2 separate regions of the Salmo salar genome follow, and region 2 is linked to region 1. Evidence: chromatin contacts called from public Hi-C data. All regions are on one chromosome and are shown on one strand. Each heading gives the region's core, a stretch centred on a gene start, on an enhancer-like site or on the middle of the called end of the contact. The rest is flanking DNA. Distances are from core to core; before and after follow the strand shown. Region 1 holds the start of LOC106568736 (formin-binding protein 1). Region 2 overlaps LOC106568736 (formin-binding protein 1).

Region 1 (2,832 bases), core at 67-2,566:
AAATCAAGCGAGTTCATGTCAATCTGTGGCACAACCGGTTTTGATTATGATGCTGTCTTGGTTGTATGTGTGAGACATGGGAGGAGAGCTGACTGGCTGCATTGTGAAGATCAGCTGTCATTTGGCTGATTGCAACATGGCTGACAATGACAGCACAGTGTGGTGTGTGTAACAGTAGCTTCTGAAAAAGTAGCTTCTGAGAAGCCACAGCCCTATATCCTGTCAACTCAGACCTTCCTATTAAGACTCTCCTTGTTCTATAGTGTGGTTCCAAGACAAATCCATTTAGACATAGGACATGTAATGTGTGTACAGCCTACATCTAGCCTAAACAAAACGTCATAAACACTGACTGCATCCCTAATTTTCAGCTACAATGCTGACTGCTCTGCTGCTGTTGTTGTTTATTTTCATACAAGCATTTGAGTATTCTCAGATGACCCAGGTACCACACCAACAAGCATTAAATTACATGAAATAAATGTGTTAGTATTATAATGCCTTCCGCTTTCTCGATCACACGGGAGACAAATATGGTCTGGAATGGTAGTGGACTAGCTGACCTACAAGCACTGCCTGGACTCTATAGTGAAAAACATCAAGTGGCGGTGTGTTTTATAAAAGCATGTTAGTGTTATGTTGTGTTGAATTGTATTGAATTGAATTGAAAGCGTAAAATAGCTCAGTGTGTATCGTTTTTATGATGTAGGCTACAGTAGGCACACATGCACATCGGTCTGGACAAGCTAGCTAGCTACACATCAATGGCCTACATGTCAGTTAGGCAGGGAACATGACAGACTTCCAATTGGAATTAGCCTTCATTGGGATGAACTGATTGACGACTGGGAAAATGGACGGTGTAGCTTGTTTTGCAGTTATTACAATGTAGCTAATAAACATTCGGGCTTGGTTTGCGAGCACTGTTGAGTCGTCGGGCTGTTTCTCACTATCGATAGCCACTAATAGTGGCTAATAAATGAAGAGATTATTCTTACCCATAGCTCTGACCCCCAGCTCATGGTTCCAAAGCGATTTCCTCGTAATAATCCACGATTCAGACGGGGTGTATCGAAACCACTGAGTCGGGTATAATTGTTTTATTTCTTTGAGGTAAACGGTCTCTTTGTGAGCGCCTTCGGAATGTGTCCTTATTCCCTCCTTGTGCGTAAATGCAAGATTTTTTCACCTCCTCATTCTGTCTGTTTTCTAAAAAATGGACAGAAACCACAACATAATCTTCAAACTGAGTGTGTGTGGCGCTGTGCTGTTCGGTGCAGAGTGCGGGCACCCGCTTTTCAAACAAGAATGACAGCTGCTGAGGCGCGTGCATTCATAAAAGGCACAAGAGGAGAAGTAGCGGGGGATCGTTGGGGCGATGGTGGATCCACAGATGGTTGTTGTCTGGTGATGAGTAATTAAGATTGTTTTTGTGTGGAAATGGGTAATTACAATGTTATGATTTGCATTTTACACTATACGCTGACTGCCACGGATTATTTAAAGGCCCTGTTCAGTCAAAAACGTGTTATTTCTGTGTTTTATATATATTTCCACACTAAAAGGTTGGAATAATACTGTGAAATTGTGAAAATAATGATTAGTTTAGTGTAAGAGCTTTTTTGAAAAGAAAGCCTGAAATGTCAGCCTGTTTTGGTTGGATGGAGTATTGGCCTGCCTGGTGATGTCACCAGGCGGTAAGTTAGGTAATAGACCAATAAGAAATAGAGTTCCAAACAGTGGCGGCTCCCTAGAGGAGGAAGGGGAGGACCATCCTCCTCATTGAATTTCATTAAAAAAATGTAATTTTGAAACATTTAAAACGTTTCCTTTTTGATAAAACTATATTAAATATATTCAGGTCAACAAATAATTTATTAAAACACACTGTTTTGCAATGAAGTTCCACAGTAGACTCAACAGCACTTTCTGGGGAAGCATGGTTCTCATGGTTCTCACCCCATTCCATAGACACAGTAATTATGACAACTTCTGGAGGACGTCCTCCAACCTATCAGAGCTCTTGTAGCATGAACTGACATGTTGTCCACCCAATCAAAGGATCAGAGAATGAATCTATTGCTTAAAGCATAAGCTACAGCTAACTATCACTGCAGTACATAGAATATGGTGATTAGTTGACTCAAAGAGAAAGACAATAGTTCAACAGTTTTTAACAAAATAATTTCCTCAAAAATGAATGAGAAGCAAGAGAGACCGAGAGAGATAGCTATATTTCATTGTCTATTTTTTCACTTTCACTTACTTAGCTAGCGAATGCAGCTCAAACAGAGAGGGATACTATGTTAGCTAGCTGGCTATGGCTATTCAACACTAGAACTCTTCCAATTCAAGGTAAGCTTTTGGGTTTATTCATTTATTGCCATCGGGGCCCGCCGGTGTAACTGCTAAACTGCTTGCTGTTCACTGTACTGCATGACTGTAGCGGGTTTACTAATGCGTTAGTTCTAGTAGCTATGTTGACTATGACGTTAGCTAATATGGTAACGACAATGTAGGCTGTGTGTCGCAGTTAACGGTTATGGTATGAAGGTTTGGCTTGGAAAGGATTTTTCGTCTGGTCACGGACAGCTGTTGTGTTGTGCACTCAAGTCCACAAGCAAAGGGAGAAGGTGAAAGGGGGATAGATGCGAGAAGAAATTATACAACGAGCAAAGTGATCATGCTGTTAGTATGTGGCTGCTATGAAGGTGAACTGTGTTTGCCGGTGATGTATTCATTCCGCCAATTCTGTGGAAAAACATTTCTTAAACTGAAGCAAACTGAACAAAATGGGGATAAACACAGCTGAACTTGTACAATAGAAACTAA
Region 2 (2,702 bases), core at 179-2,678, 96 kb before region 1:
ACATGTTGACTAGCCTCGAAAGCGTAAGTGGGTATGCCCAGAGTCCTCCAGTCTTTGTGATAACAGAGCAAGCGAGGGCGAGTAGGAGGCTGCTGCCGTGGTTATGAAAGAGAAAACAGCTTCATCAATTAGCACAGGGCTACTAATGAAGCTAATGGGTTTACTACTCCCCCCCCACACACACACGCTCACTCATTCAAAGGCTTACATCATTCATCTCTCTCCCTCTCTTTCTTTCTGTCTTTCACACACACACACACTAACTAACTCTCATGACGCTGTCATCAGTTATCCTCACTCTCTCACACATACACTCTCTCTCACTCCCTCCATCTCTCTCTCTGTGTGTATCTGGAGTTGGATCAGAGGGCCGGGCCCCAGAAGGCTGAGGAATAACAGGCCCTCCCACTGGGGCATGCTGGGTGAAACATCCCTCTGCTGTGCAGCCCTCAGCCAGAGACTGAACCCAGAACCCCACCTACAGACACAACTAGCATGATATTAAAATACACACTCATATCACATTTTATATAACCGAGTCAATGAAAAAAAGTTATAATATGCTCAAAAACTGACATTGGTCCTCTCAAAGATACTGTATCAAGGGAAATAAACTTTTATTTCATAACTAATATTCTGCTTAGTACTGAGCTTTATTAAATTGATAATGTGAATATTTTCACTCATTAACAGCTCCTGTACAGTATAGTGCTGTACTACGATACATACTAATAACTAGACCAGCCTGACCCAGAGATGGAATACTTCTTTAAGAGGTATTTTGGATTACTATTAAACTGGGGTGCTGTCCACCTGAGCAGGCGTTAAAGCAATATGTCCGCCCGTGCCAGCTTGGGCAGAGCAGAAAAGACTATAAGGACACACCTGACGCCCAAACCGATATTTCATTTCAGAATTCATAAAAATGTGGTTAAGGTAAGGGTCAGTTTTGGGCTAATCGGTTTAAGTGCCAGCTGTGTCCTTATCTCTCAAGGAGCTCTTGTTTTGAATTGACTTCTCTACTGTTCTTAAAAAAGGTTGAAAATAAAGTTTAACACAAAAATAAAGTGTAAACGTATTCTTAACAATGTTAATATACAGACAAAAAAAACAGAAATACTAAATCAATATGGAATATGAAAAGGGTTGAAGATGATTGAGAGATTCAGATATAGCGATATGAATCTTAAAAAATAGGTAATCTGGTGCTCAATACGTCACCCTGACCGACCAAAACAAAAACCAGAACTTTCTTATTCTCCCTTCCCCGCAATACAGTACTACATAAAAGGAATAAAGTAAGGGACTAACTTAAATGTGCAACATTGACAGAAAACAATGCTTCAGATTAAAACCACTACCCTGGCCTGCACGTTTAGAATATGACTGTTACTCCACTTCCTCTATTGAAGACGTTCACTTCCTGCTAGATTCGCCCCATTTCCTCATTCTCCTGACCTTCAATTATTTCCTCCTTGATAAGGTCCCAGAGAGAACATTGTTTTACTATTACTACTATTTATCCTCTGATCTTATAGACGTCATACGTTGTGGGCCGAGATATGAGAAATGTATGGCTCTGGTCCATTCCTTCTGTTGCCCTTCAAAAGATAGGAACATAAACAAACTTTATTCGTAGAGGCCGGAAAGAACACGTGAGCAGCCTAGCCCGTTCCTGAGGTCAAGAGGAGCCTTGTGGGGCGCCGTGGGCGTGGCCTGACCTGGACAGGGATCATGGTTTAGGAATAGAAACTCAGCGTGACACCAGATAGCTGCAGCGTGTCTGTCTGCAGATAAAGAGGGTGTGTTGAACCTCAGGGGCTTGCTTCTAAAATAGCACTTCTAAAAGCCGGGGCCTGGCCCGACAGACTCAGTGACGCAATCAGCATACAGCGCAACATCATATTCAAAATACTCTGACTTTTGACTTTATGCATAATCGTTATACATTATACTGTTATTGATTTTCAGTTCGACCCAGATAGGCTGTTTAGGAGGAAGTCATTCTTGACTAAAGAACAAAACTTCTTCCAGTTGCTTATACTCTCCCCATTACTACTTCCAGCAATGTATTACTTGCGATTTCCTTCATTGCATCATCATGGCAACACTTCAAGGAGAGCTACAATATAGCAGGACACCTACTCATGTCTGTCATGAGGAGGGAGCTCAGACGACACGGTCATTGTGTGTGAAGAAGTTTTAGAGTTCAAAGTGGAGAGTTTGAGTTTATGTCTGGAGAGAGACTGACACAGACTGTGTGGTTCTGGTAGAGCAGAACTATGGAAGCATGCTAGAGAGAGCGGTACACAGAGACTGATACAGGCAGAACGCTGAATGGAGGAGGCTGGAGGATAGACAGATGTCCAAGATAGATTTGGCCCAGTACAGTTTTTATTAATTTTTGGTTGAGATGATTCCCCAATGTTCCAGAGATAACATGAAAATGATGATGTAATACACATAATATATAGCCAATTAGTGATTAATAACAGAAGAATATAGGCCTAATGTCAACACCACCTGATGAACCTCCGCCATACAGCGGCGCTACAGAGCCCGGGGACAGGCGAGCACACACGCAACACACACACTCTCCACACTCTCTCTCACACACAGATGACCACATCCACAGCACGACACACACACACTTACCCCTCGCCTCAGGCTCCGGAGGCAGGTCATTTTGGGTTTGGAGGCCA

What was found. Hi-C and Micro-C count contacts between places; a contact is called where the count stands out from the background.
Region 2: a Hi-C map of blood shows a contact between it and region 1, with 11 times the contacts expected there. The contact joins the enhancer-like site here to the promoter of LOC106568736 in region 1. A contact is called at or near these places in 2 of 3 Hi-C or Micro-C datasets (blood and gill).

Annotation. Positions count from the first base shown.
Region 1 is chrssa01:153,703,551-153,706,382 of Ssal_v3.1, reverse strand. It overlaps LOC106568736 (formin-binding protein 1), which reads right to left and starts at 1,316. Exons shown (of 19, transcript XM_045692406.1): 1 at 999-1,316. The coding sequence starts at 1,022.
Region 2 is chrssa01:153,799,352-153,802,053 of Ssal_v3.1, reverse strand. LOC106568736 (formin-binding protein 1) reads right to left here. Exons shown (of 19, transcript XM_045692406.1): 10 at 2,656-2,702. Among protein-coding and RNA genes, the nearest start is that of LOC123726834, 27 kb to the left of the region's middle. Within about 2 kb of position 1,428, at least 3 of the 13 cell types and tissues checked have an H3K27ac peak or open chromatin away from gene starts, as enhancers often do.